2 separate regions of the Rattus norvegicus genome follow, and region 2 is linked to region 1. Evidence: chromatin contacts called from public Hi-C data. All regions are on one chromosome and are shown on one strand. Each heading gives the region's core, a stretch centred on a gene start, on an enhancer-like site or on the middle of the called end of the contact. The rest is flanking DNA. Distances are from core to core; before and after follow the strand shown. Region 1 overlaps Taf4 (TATA-box binding protein associated factor 4). Region 2 holds the start of Lsm14b (LSM family member 14B).

The links. Hi-C and Micro-C count contacts between places; a contact is called where the count stands out from the background.
Region 2: a contact with region 1 is called in a Hi-C map of liver, with 3 times the contacts expected there. The contact joins the promoter of Lsm14b here to the enhancer-like site in region 1. A contact is called at or near these places in 3 of 12 Hi-C or Micro-C datasets (frontal cortex, kidney and liver).

What each region holds. Positions count from the first base shown.
Region 1 is chr3:187,400,097-187,406,964 of GRCr8, forward strand. Taf4 (TATA-box binding protein associated factor 4) reads right to left here. Exons shown (of 15, transcript NM_001402170.1): 11 at 6,547-6,677; 12 at 5,571-5,696; 13 at 4,667-4,723; 14 at 4,003-4,122. Among named protein-coding and RNA genes, the nearest start is that of Taf4, 58 kb to the right of the region's middle. Within about 2 kb of position 3,240, at least 2 of the 93 cell types and tissues checked have an H3K27ac peak or open chromatin away from gene starts, as enhancers often do. A contact at or near this core is called in liver, where this site is marked.
Region 2 is chr3:187,500,284-187,507,151 of GRCr8, forward strand. It overlaps Lsm14b (LSM family member 14B), which reads left to right and starts at 2,968. Exons shown (of 8, transcript XM_063285136.1): 1 at 2,968-3,366; 2 at 4,727-4,890; 3 at 6,131-6,266. The coding sequence starts at 3,009.

The DNA of each region.
Region 1 (6,868 bases), core at 1,990-4,489:
CCAGACAGGAGGAACGAAGGGACAGAAATGAGGGGTTCAGGGTCTACAAAATAAGCATGCACAGAGTCAGCAGACACCAGCAGGCCCTGAGCAATCAACTACAGCAAGATTGGTATGGCCGAGACAGTTTCCAGTACTGCCAGGAGAGGGCGCCATCACCCCGTGAGTAACAAAACACCCAGGTGCCACATCTGAGGTAGAGCACACCACCAGACAAGTTCCTGGTCAAGCAGTCCAAGGGCAGCACTGTGCCTATGAGCTCAGAGCTCAAAAGCACTGCTGTTGAAGAGTGGAGACAGAAGAGGCCGGTGTGGACACACAAAAAGGAGTTTCAAGCAAGTCCAGAAAGAGAAGAAGGAAAGTCAGAAAAGGGAAGGAAAAAAGAGTGGTAAGGGTCAGAAAGGCCACCATGCAAAAGAAGCTCTGAACTTTGTAAACTACATAAACCAAGGCTTGCAGCACAGAGAGGGCCCAGGCCACCACAACAGTGACAACAGCTCCCAGTGATTAACTTACCAAGGCAAGAGAAAGCATGGCAGGCACCTCTGCCTTTAACCAACCTGCAAGTCAGGACAGCATGATCAGCCACCACTGGATGGCAGCAGCGAGAAACACGGCTGAGTTGCTGGAAGCTGGCTTCATCTTCCCCCAAGCAGCTTAAGACACAGGTTCAATTAGCCTAGAGCTGAAAAGCAACATCTCCAGGAGGCCAGCCTCACAGGATAGCAAGTGAGAAGAGAGGCAGGTGGTGTGAAGATAAGGGCACCGTAGCATTACAGAAACCACTGTGAGACCAGGTCGTTACAAACTGTGTAAGGACAAAAGGAACCACAAGAACACAGACAAAACCTTCCTTAGACAACAGCCTTCACAAAGAAGCCAAGAGTGGCCACAAGCACCTGTTCCCTCAGAGCACCTGTTACCCCAGCACTTGGGAGGTGAAAGATTGAGTTCAAGGCCAGCCATGCAATCGAAAGACTAAAGAAACAGAGAATACTGGTGCACACCTTTAATCCCAGCACTCTGGAGGCAGAAGCAGGTGAACGCATCTCTGAATTCAAGGCCAACCTGGTCTGCATAGTCCCTTCCAGGACAGCCAGGGCTATACAGAGAAAACCTGTCTCAAACCAAAACAAGAACAACAAAAATAAAAATGAATACGAGGTGGGCCACCGTGGCACATGCTAGTAATCCCCAAACTTGGTAAGGAGAGTGAGGTGAGTTTAAGGTCATGCTTAGTCACAACACAAGTTCAAGTCCAGCCTGGGCTGCAGGAGCTGTCTCAAACAAAGTCACAAGCACAGGTAAAGAAACAGAAGATGCCAGGGAGACATGGATGTGTATGCACATGTATGCACATGTGCGTGTGCACTGCCTGTGCACTGCCCATGCACATGTATGCACATGTGCGTGTGCACTGCCTGTGCACTGCCCATGCACATGTGCATGCATGCTAGGCCACAAGTTAATGGTTACCTTATTTGTATAGTGAGAATTTTCGTCTGTTTGAAAAAGACAGAAATACTTTGGGAATGTTTTTCTTTTAATCCCAGGTGTGGGGCTGCTTCAGTTGACCACAGCAGCTATGATTTGCCTCATGCTCTAGTAAGGGTCTAATTTTGCCAGTTGCAGATGATTTCTGCAGTTGAGGGACATTTAGAATTCTGGGAACTTTTCAGATCCTATAATGTCAGGATCCCTGAGAGTTAATTGTTGTTGTTGGGCTGTTGGTCACAGTTTGTTAAGTAGTTGTGTGTAAAGAAGAAATTAGAATACTGATGAAGATCAAACTTGCCCTAAGGAACTTGACGTGGGAGACGGTGTCTCACTCACTGACTCAGCTATACTGCAGTCAGCAAGCCCTGGGTTCTGTTCTCCTGCCCAGTGCTTGGACTGTGGTGCACACTACAGAACCTGGCTTTTTGTGCCTCAGCTGATAAGTTACAAGGGCTTACACCTTACAATAATTCAGCAAGCTACAAAAACACGCAGCAGAAAAAGTTCATTGGTATCTTCTAACTCCCCTGGTGTCCTTTTCAAAGTGTGAAGTTGCTACCCAAGGTTTTACTCACTTCTTGGCCTCACTTCTGTGTGAGTTTTGGAGGCCTGTATACTTGAACAGTAGACCCAGTTGCTGCAGCTTTTCAGAGAACACATCTACATAAAGATTCTGGCTGAGATTTTCTTCCTATGCCACACTCAGACGTTTTACCTACCCCTGAACTGAGAGGGATGTCCCTGTACCTCTAGGGTATAGTCTCCACACCCAAAGACTGCTGCACAGGGAGTCACTGCTGGCTCCAGGGCTGGAGATGGGTCAGCAGTCCTTGGCAGGGACAGCACTGACCTGCTGAAGCCACTACCCTAAGCTGACCCAATCTGCTTGCTTCACAGCAGGACAGAACTGCCCAAGCAAAACAGACAGCAGTTTCTATGGGGATAAAGGCAAAATAGACTGAGGCCTGGTGGCAACACGAGAGTTCAACCAAGGTTTTAGCTAAGTTTCGCCAGGATGAAGGGTCATTCTCCATTAAGACTCATGTAAAAAATAGCCAAACACAAACACACAGACAGGGGTGCTGTGTTATACTAGACTAGAAAAAAAAATGCCCCACGTCTGCACAGAGCCATAGGAACAGAATAAACTGAAACAAGTCCAGCCCACATTCTTCAGAGTGTGGAAAACCACCCAGGGGCCTCATCACATCTGATCAAAGATGCCCAGCATTCAGTGATAGGCACTAGACATGCACTGAAACAGGGAAAGGAGAACAGTGAGGGGAAACCGAGGCTGGAAGCTTCAATATATATGTTCAACAACATAGGAGAGTTATAGCCATCATAAAGTGGCAGACAGGGGAAGTCTGCTACTCACTAGAGGGATGCTTGCAAATCCATAGCCTATAGATAGAACATTCCTCATGCTGTGGTGACCCCAGCCATAAAATTATTTCAGTGTGACTTCATAACTGTACCTTTGCTACTGCTATGAATCCTAATGTAAACAGCTGACATGCAGGGTATCTGATATGCAACCCCACAGGGGTCTTGACCACAGGTGGAGACCCACTGCTCTAGGCACGCTCAACTAAAATCAACGTTTTGTAAATGGGAACTGCACTGGAGCTCAACAGCCAACAGGAGCTGGCACAACTCCAATCTGGCCGAGGAACAGGACCCAGTCTGAAGGGCACAGAGGAAATCGGTGATGCAATGAACACGAGCAGTACCACAGTCCAGTGCATGTGTGACTGGGACCACAGCACGGTCCAGTGCATGTGTGACTGGGGACCAAGAGGAAGAGAAATGGGAACAGAGCACACCTGAAGAAAACAATGGCCAATGTGGTGCAAATGTACACTGAGGCAGTCTCACATGTGAGTCTAAGCAGCTCAGGAAATGGAAGAAACAAGTTGACCGCCCAGAGACTGACCCTAAGACACGGAAAATCTCTTAAAGAAAGGCCCCAACGGTCAGCAGTCAGACCAGATTACCACACAGAGGCAAGGACAGGAAAAGTGACAACACGCACCTGCACCCTAGAACTCTATAACCAGTGCAGAGTGCACATGCGAGTGACACATGGACCCAGCATCCTCAGCAGCAGCAGTGACGACCACTGAGTGGACACGCAGGTCTGCCACTGCTCTTCTAAATGCAAACGACAATGGTTTAAAGCATAAAGCATTAGGGCAGCACATAAGACACTCAGACTTTGGGCCCAGTGAACAGGTGAGAACTTCTCTCAGTTACACACCCTACAGATGGCCTCACACTGTCTCCACCAGAGCCAATCCTGAATTCCACCCCATGCGTTTCCGTCAGGTTGAACCACGCAGAGCCGACCATGTGTTTTAGCTCATGTTATATGCACAAAAAGGCTACTTGAAAATCAAGTGTCCAACCAAGACCACACCTTTACGGAAGGCCAGGAACTCCCCTGCCTACTGAAGGAAGGCACTCCCCACACCCTCCAGACCTCGGCCTCGTGTTCTGCTATACCTCTGCTCCCGATCCTGGCCCAGCGCAGTCCACCTTCCTCTTCTTCCTGGGCCCGATGGCTGCCAGTGCAGTGAGGTTGGCATCTCGCTGTCGCATCTGTGCCAGCTCCTGCTGCTGCATCTTCATTGGGAAGGAAACAAAACTCATTGCTTCGAGAGTCTTACTGCAAATGTAGCAACAGCTACCAAGAATTTTCTCAAGTTTCCTAAGTCATAACTTCTTTAGAGTTGAGGCTTTTAAAACTAAGGACATGTCTGTAACCAAAAATATTTACAAGACTTTTTAAACAGAAGCTTACCTTAAAATGCTCAGACAATTAGAAGGGGTTTAGGGAGCCTAATCTCACAGAGAGGGACAGGTACTCTCCAGCCAAATGCAGACAGCACAGAAAGAGCCTGGGCTGATGGGTCCCCCAAGAGGACAAAGGAGCAATGGATGCCCACACTGGCAAACGCCAGGTTTCTTTTTTTTTTTTTTTTTTTTTGGTTCTTTTTTTTTCGGAGCTGGGGACCGAACCCAGGGCCTTGCGCTTCCTAGGTAAGCGCTCTATCACTGAGCTAAATCCCCAGCCCCAAACGCCAGGTTTCTAAGTATTGTCTTTTATGTGGGCACCAAGCATGACCACGAACTGCAAGTGCAGTAGAGGCCAAACAGAGAAACTCACCTCCTTTGCTTTCTGCTTCAACCTTAATTGCTCTGGGTCTTCTTGTCTGGATCGAGACTATTTTTGAAAGAAGGAAAAAACAAGAGTCATGCCTTCCATGAACATTACTGAACCCACAGTACCCTGTCCATCTACAGCAGCATTTAGCCAGATGACAGAGTTCCTGCAAATTCTATACATGTTTACATCCAAATGACAAAAATTTAGGTAATAATGGGCCATGAAAAAAATGTCTTTGATACCATCCAGACGCAGTGAGAGAGTCTTAGACATATGGCTACCAGTTTGTCATATGCCTCTGACTCAATGTAGACTGGGAAAGAGCTGGGACAGAGCTCCCAGTCGTGTTGGGCTCAGCAGCTAGTGAGGCTGGCATTCAGCTACCACTCCTCCTACTGCACAAAAAGCTGACACTGGAATTAACATTTCTGGATGACTCTAATCATAAAGTTCCTATACTTAGCTCTGAATGCTCTAGACTGAAAGGCTATATGAACCCACAGGGAAGGGAAGAGGTCAGAATTCTAAGATTTAAGCCCATACCATAGTGTTACACACCTTTAATCCCAACACTCAGAAGGCAGAGGCAGGAAGATCTCTGTAAGTTCAAGGCCAGCCTGGTCTACAGTGAGTTCCAGGACAGCCAGAGCTACATAATGAGTCCTTATTTCAAAAATAAAGCAAAACATTTTTAAAATTAATTAATTAACTAACAAAATGAGAGCTACATCTCTTCTACCAATCTCTAACTGGAGCCAGGCTTCTGCCTCACCTATCCAGCTTCACTCACAACACCCTTCTTTCCACACTTGCCAGAAATGGCGGTGAGCACAAGCCAGTGCCTGGTGAGCAGCTAGGAGGGGGCAGCAAGCTGAGCCTGAGCTGCAGATGGGGTTTAACTTGCCTTTGCTGCCCGCATCAAGATCTCCCTCTCCTGCTCATCTTTCCTCTGCTTTTCAATCTGATCCAACTGTTCAAAGAACTTGAGCTGCGCCCGGACATCACTCGCTTGCTCATATCTGTCGTCATCCTACCAAAAAAAACCCAAAAAGTTAGTACAGACACTGTCAGCGGTGGATTCGGTACTTCAACAAGCATGGATGTGCCTGGCACAGCTGGACATGGTGTGGCAGTTGCTCACATCCCACTGCTCCAGTCCCGACCTCACAAAGACAGGAAGTCTCGTCCAGTTACCAGGAACCCACGAAAGGCCCAACTTGATACACTTTGGCATTTTGAAGCCATATTTAAGTCCTTCTGTATAGAAGTGTCTGTCTATTTTTGTTTTTGAGACAGGGTCCTCTGTCCAGCCCTGACTAGCCTGGAACTCACAATTTTAGACCAGGCTGGGCTTGAACTCACAGAGATCCATCTTCCTCTGCCTCCCGAGTACCAGAAATAAAGGTGTGCACCACCAAGTCCAACTTTCGAAGTGTTTTAAAGCTGACAATTTACCACGGGCTGCTCTGAATGTTCAGACACTGACTCCTTCATCTGTGCAAGTGCTCAAGACGTATTCTGGCTGAAAACCCACTTCATATTCATTCATTCATTCATTCATTCATTCATTCATTCATTCATTCATTCATTCTCTCCCTCTCTCACGCACGCACGCACGGCGGACAGCCTGTAGTTGTAGCTTATGGCTCGAATAGGCCAGGCTGCAGGACCTGGCTCTTTAGATGGAGTAAGAGCACAAGACTCCGTAATCTCCTACGCTCACAGCCCCGTCTCCCGACGCAGGAGCACCTGAGCACACCTGCAGGTAGTGTGTGTGGCTAACAGTGAGCACAGGAACAACCAGGACAACAGGGCTTCCAGACAGCCCAGGTCACGCGGTGAGAACACGAACATTCTCCCCAGGAAAATAGCCTCATTACCTTATAAGAGAAGTTTTTCTGCTGAGCCGTTTCAGATATCTTTTCTACAAGATTCTGCAGCCTTTGCTGTGTGGCATGAGACACGTAACTCACTACATCTGGATGCAGTTCCGTGATGCCGTGCTTTTTACCTGCAGGCCATGCAGAAAAAAGCACTTTATGGTACTTACCCAGCTTCTCTTTATCACGGCCCTGGCTTCTCTCACCCACTAGTTACTGCTTTGTACAATCAAAGGCAGTCTAAGCAGGAAGCAGACTGTCACTGTCCACCTTCTACTACCTGCCAACCAACAGTGGAGTCTGTATAGGGTGAGCCCAAGAC
Region 2 (6,868 bases), core at 1,718-4,217, 100 kb after region 1:
ACCCTGGGCTGCTCACCCTCTTCTCTCTGCGTCCCACCCAGTCCACCTGTGCCTCCTTGTTCCATCCCCACCAGTTGTGATCACAGAACATTCATTGTGGTGATGAGATTCTGAACGTGGGGAGGGGCCGGGTCAAGACTGACATATCTCTATACATCAGACCAGGGTCTAAATTCCCCTTTACCTGTGGACCACCAGCCTAGCAATGGTATTCTCTAATTCTTGTTTTGTATACTTTGAAATAAGTATACCTGTGAGATCCGGTGAGCTGGCCACTCTTTCTCAGGTGTGCTTCTGAGTTACAGAATGATTTTCTGTGGCACCACACAATCACCTGCTACCGAATTACTGGCTAGTGTAACCCCAGCTTGCCAGCACTGAAGTGTGGGATGGGGGTTCACCTTCCTGCCTTCTAACTGCCCTGGAAGTTTTTGCACCCTACTCCCATGCAGCTTATGGTTACAGTGCAGATTTCTGCAGCTACATCAGGTTCTACACACATCTAACCTAGCCACTCTCAAAGCCTCCTGCGAGGATTATCTTCTGCGACTTCTAGTGTTCCAGTAAGATGGGCAGAGTAGCTAAATCACCATTTGGGAAAAGGAGAAACTAAGCTAGGGAATCTGACATGGTCGGAGTTTTTCAGAAGCCCTGGTTTCTCTCTATAGAACTCCCCATTCACTGGCTCCACAGTTATCAAATGGGTGAGCTCAGCAGGCTCTCAAGACCTGCACACTTTGGAAGAGCTACATTGTAGCAGTACTAGGCAGCTGTGCTAGCCAGGAAACACTTCTCCAGTGGATACATGGGTCAAATTTCAATCTTGCACAGCTATTCCCTTTCTTGGGACTGTGCAAGGACCCTCCATTCCTGGTGCTGGGCAGGACATCAGGAATCAATGGCAGAGCCTGTATTCCTAGACCTGGGCAGTGTATGTATTTTTAGCCTCTGCACTCTGGCCATCTAGACTGTGTCTAGTGTCCTCAGGGAACCACCCAGTTGCAGATGCAGGAGTCTGGCAGGCACTTTGAGGTAGCTGGGAGCCAAACCCCCTTCCTCCATCTCAAGTTCTAGAACTCAGGAAGAATCAGCCTATGTTAACTGAAGAATGCACACACTTCCAACCCAGAGGCTTGTGACTCTGTGACCTTGAAAGGTAGGGGCTACACAGAGGGATCCCCAGCCAGGTCACTGAAGTGCCTACAGGCCCACCCATCCACTCACCCCATCAAGTACAACCTGGATGTCTGAGTGAGCACGGTCATGCTGTAGTGACAGCCCAGATGCCCCACAGACCAGGAGAACTCCCCAACAGGGCTGCCTCAGTTTTCCTGAGCACAATTTTCCTGAGTCAAGATGCAGCTGTGGAAAGTGTGGCTGAATTATGGTTGATCAGACTTGTCTGCCTTCTTTGCTGCTTGGTGATGGAGGCTGCTGGTGTTGCTCCGTGGGTCTCACAAAGGTGGCGGGGGATAGGGTGGGTCGGTGTGGAACAGGATGCATACATAGCATTTGAGGTCCAGAATAACATTTTAAAGAACTCTCCAGGCTCATCAGCAATTCACCCACATACTATGCTTGTTTCTGCCTCTGTAAACCCGGGAAAGTTGTCTCACTATGGGTATCTAGTGGTGGCTCATTCTCAAAATTTTAGCATGTCGGAAGGCTGAGGTAGGAGGTTAGAGACCAGTCTGGGTTACATAGTCAGTTCCAGGCCAGCTAAGGCTAAGAGTAAGACCCCTGTCACAACTAAAACTAAAACTAAAAACAAAAACAAACAAACGAAAAACCAAAAAAACCAACCAAACAAAAACTAGGCTCAGCAAGATGGCTCAGTGGGTAAATGCTGATGCTAAGTGTGACCCCCTGAGTTCCCATTTCCAGGACCCCTATGCTTCCAGGAAGCAGAGAACTCCTAGTTGTCCTCTAACCTCTACACATGTTGTGACATATGCACACATGCATACACACACAAACATGCGCACCAAATAAGAAAATATTAAAATTTAAAAATGTTCACAACTATTCCCAGCATCCTCTGGCGGTAAGTTGATGTCACCACAGTAAGAAGTACTTTTCATGTCTCACATTTAAGAGAAACTGTTTCACCAAACAGTACTTACTTTCACTCTATGGGATGTTCCCTTATCTCCTCTTTCATTCTATTTCACGTTTATGAAATGCTGATCGCCACCTACCAAATTTCTCATAGTAACTAATATTGGGCCCTAATCTGACGGCGGAGACTAACTGTAAATAAACAAGCGCCATACATACAAAGCCACTAATCATGCATGACGCGGAGCCAGCACCGCAAGAACAGGAAGAGATTTAAGGGGGAGAATCTTCCAATTTCATAGCTGCGCAGTCTGAGGACGCGTGCAGGCAGGCGGGAGCCACCCAAGACAGTCAGGGCTTATTTTAAGGACATCAGCGCTGCTGGCTTGGGAGGAGAGCAGGGCTGCCCTGGGCTGCCCCAGTACTTTCTATTTCGGGGCTGCCCCGCCGGGAGCGCTACAGAACTGAGCAGTACTCGCCTGCCAGTTCCAAGGCTCCCAGGCGCGAGCCGCACTGAAGACGCACCTGGCCCAGCGCTGGCTAACAGTCGGGGTCCAGCTCCTGCAAACAAGAAAGGAAGACTGACATCTCCAGCCTATTAACACCTGAGCCCGAAGGGTGCCTCCGGCACGCGCGGCGGGAGGAGCCTGGCGCTCCTCCAGGACCAGCCCCAGCCCCGCCCCCGAGTTTGCAAACAGTGGCCTCACGCCTGCCTCGCGCACGCGCGCTCCGCCCCGCCCGCTTAGTCTCACGCCCCTAGGCCCTGCGCGGAGCCCGCCGGGAACCGGCTGGGAAGACCCACAGAAGCAGGTCCTGGCTGGCAGCTCCTAGCTGCGCAGCCGCGGGCCCGCCCACCGCCGGCGGCGCGGCCATATTTAAAGGGAGCCGGCAGCCAGGAGCCAATGGGCTACGAGCGTACGGGGGCGGCGCGCGGTGGCGGGAGGCCCCGGATGTGGCTGCGGCGGCGCTCCTCCCCCGCTCCCCTCAGACTCCGGCTAAGCGCCTCGTTCCGCTCCCTCTCCCGCTCGCTCGTGGCCCGCAGGCCCCTAGGCGCGGCAGAAGGCGCCTCGGCGGCGGCGGCGCGGAGCTGCGCAGGAGTGGGCGGCCAGGCCACCGCGCGGCGGCGGAGCGGGCGGGGCCCGGCGCTGGTCCCCCGCGCCCTGCGCGCCCCGGCCGCCGCCATGAGCGGCTCGTCCGGCACCCCGTATCTGGGCAGCAAGATCAGCCTCATCTCCAAGGCGCAGATCCGCTACGAGGGCATCCTCTACACCATCGACACCGACAACTCCACCGTGGCGCTCGCTAAAGGTAGCGGCCAGTCGCCGCCGCGCGCCCAACTGCCGCCCCAACAGCTCGCCGCCCCGCGCCTGCCCGCACAATGGTGTTCCCCGCTTCGGCGGGGGCCGTAGAAGGAGCGGACCAGGGTCCTGCCGGTGTCAGGGGGTGGGGCGGCTTTGAAGCCGTAGACCTCCCCACCTGAGAGACGCCCCCGCGGGGCGAGACACGCGCCGAGGCGGGGGGCCGGGGTCCTGCGCGCTCTCTTTGGAACCCTTTGGTAGCCACCGCCCGTCGAGTCCCGGTGCAGCCTCCAGCCGAGCTAGGGCGTCGGTTGAGCTGCGGCTGCCCTGCTCTGAACTTGAACTCTCCCGACCCTTTCCACTTGAGGGGTTGGCTTGTTGAGAGAAGTCCAGAGTCGGTGCGCTAGTCGCAGCAGCGTGAGGGCCCAGAGCTTCTTTGTCTTCTTTCTCCGCGTTAAATGGGGCGCTCGTTTCCTTCGGCTTTCCAGAAGCTTGAGCGCCGCAGCCCTCCCGGGGTGGGTTAGACCCACGAGGGTGCGGATGGAAGAACGGTCGAGGCCAATCTGAAGCCGGCGTGCTGCAGTCCTAAGCCATTCTCCCAAACCCTAGCCATACCTTCTATTTGAAGCGTGCTGCCCCGACCCAGACTGCGGTGCTGCAGGGAAGAGCTCAGGGTTGGGGGGGGGGGTGGTGTTCCCTTGAACTCTTCATGCTGCACTTGACGAGAGATTCCCCAGTTGGAGAAACACCCAGAGTAGGCCCCTGTCCACAATCCGAGTTTCTGCTTAAAGCCTGCTACCAGATTCAGCTCAGCCCAGGAGTGTTGCCAAAGAGAGCCGTGCTAGCTAGATCCATCCTGTAGAGGGTCCTTTGGGTCCAGGATTTCCTTACGAACATAGAAGCTAATGTTGGAGGTCTGAGTTTGGGGACCTGTTCCCTTTGTTTCTGCAATAACCATGGCCTGTTGTTTGTACCAGGGCTAGGGAGACTTTTCGTGTTTGCCTCAAAGTCTCCTCAGCTGCAGCTTGTGATGAGGGCCCAGGGTTCCATCTGTAAATTCAGATTTGAGAAAAGAGGTTCTGCAGCGCCGTCCTCGTCTGCGAAGAGCTCTGTCCGTCCACGGGTTTTTGCAGATTATCAGGGAGCCTTGTGAGGCTTGGAATTCTAGTGAAATTCTCATGTCATCTTCCTGAACTACTGTCCCTTGTGATCTTTGCCACGTGGTGCTTTATAGGTGTTGTCAGCTGGAAATTGAGAGATTAAGTAGCTGCTAATTGTTGAGAGTGCTGTGTCAGGGTGCTGTGGTCAGAAGCTCGAGCAAACGGACTTGGCAAGGACAACAACTTACCTGTCTTTTTCTCAACCCTAAGTGAGGTCCTTTGGTACTGAAGACCGTCCCACAGACAGGCCTGCTCCCCCAAGAGAGGAAATTTATGAGTACATCATTTTCCGGGGAAGTGATATCAAAGATATCACTGTGTGCGAACCTCCAAAAGCTCAGCATGCTCTCCCTCAGGACCCTGCTATTGTTCAGGTGAGTGAGTGTTGACTTCTGAGTGGGTGTGCCTTCACGGGAGAGGCAGGCTTCCACTGGAGAGGCAGGCTTCCACGTGAAAGGCCGTGTCAGCTGTTTGTCTGGAGCCTTCAGCTTGAGGAATTGCCCTCCAGTGAACTGTGGCCTGCTTTTCCTCTAGACAGTTTCTGTTCCTAAAGGGGTTAATTCATGCAGCAGCGTACACTTGACAAGGTAATATGTTCATCATGGCCAGGCCACTGGGGGAAGAGACCTGCAGCTTGCTGTGCCTGATGTACAGATGTTGCTGCTGGTGGTCTTGCCTAGTCCTGGTGTGTGCCTGCAGCTTAGCAGTCCAGCTTTGAATGGCATCGGGTGTCTTCGGGGGTAATGGGGTTGGTTCACTAATAGTTTTCTGCTGTGGTACTGTATTACTGTAGGACACTAAATTTGAAAGTCTTAAACTAAGCCTGACTGCCTGGTAGGTTATACCCCAGGATTACAAGGGGGAAGGACAGCTAAATTATTATCTTTTGTAAGTTTAGACCTTTGTTGGCCTCTCCAGTTTAGACTGCCCCGGTTCCCAAGATGAAGCTATATTTAGAAAGGTAGGAGCAGGCAGGGTGCAGGGTTGGCATTTGGGAGAACCCAAGTCAGATTTCTGAAAAGCTTTGGTGGATAGGTATTCAAGATCTCAAAACTCAGAAAGTAACAACCAGACTAGAGAGGCTGCAAGGAGTCAGGAGGGTGTGGACAGGCAGCCCTCATGAACACTCATCTTGGAGGCAGGTTTGTGGGCAGAGAGAGGAAGGACACACTGGTGATGTGTAAATAGTTCTAGCCTCACAGCTGTTCCTCTTCAAGGGAGCCTTTCTCCACCTAAAAGTGGCATTTCGTCATGTAAAAAAGTCAGATTGCGGTTGGGGATTTAGCTCAGTGGTAGAGCGCTTGCCTAGCAAGCACAAGGCCCTGGGTTCGGTCCCCAGCTCCGAAAAAAAGAAAAAAAAAAAGTCAGATTGCTGTTGGCAGAGGCGGGAGGTGTAAGGCTTTTAAATCTGTGAAGAAGTTCATGCAGCTGTAGTGAAATGTTTGGGGGAAAGGCATGTTTGGCAACAATGGAAACTGCCCAGAACTACTTGCCATACCAGGAGTCCAGACTGACAGACCTGGCACCCTTTCCCTGTCTGAGAAAATGCTGTATATGGAGACTTGAGGGTAACAGGATGTTGCAGCACTCTTACTTGTGTGTCTCATTGTTCAGTCCTCCCTGGGCTCTGCCTCCGCCTCGCCCTTCCAGCCGCATGTGCCTTACAGCCCCTTCAGAGGGATGCCACCGTATGGCCAGCTGGCAGCCAGCTCCCTGCTCAGCCAGCAGTATGCTGCTTCCTTAGGTCTAGGTGAGTGACCGTTTTGTGTGCGCGACTACTCTTACCATGATCACCGTACAGTGGAGTCATGCACCCTGAGAGCCAGGCAGGCTTCATGTCCTACAGCTGCTGGACTCTTGTATGCTAACTGCTCCTGATAAATTACGTCAGCGCAGCTTGAGCTCATAGTGTTGAGTAACTGTTTCCAAGACTGAGAGGCAGCATGTTGAGTTTTGCACCAGATGACATAAATCAGAGTGCTCCTGAAACAAGTTCTGGTGCAGCTGTAGTTTTACAGATGAGATCTGTCTGAGAGCCTATTAACACCCTGTGTCCTATTGTAGCCTAGATTGGTATGTTGCAAGAGCCCAGCTCAAACATGGTTTCTACTGACAGGTTTTACTACTCCCAGAGATCAGCCCTGTCTTTGACCTTGAAGCTGTGTTCAAAACATTGAGAGTTGGGCACTGTCAGTGCTGGGAGTCAGAGATAGGCAAGACCCCTGAGACTGGCTAGCCTACAAATTGAGCCTAATCAGTGAGTTCTGGGCCAACTGAGAGATCCTGTCTTTAAAAAGGTGGATGACGCCCAAGGAAGCAACACCCAAGGTTGACCTATGGCCTCTACACGAA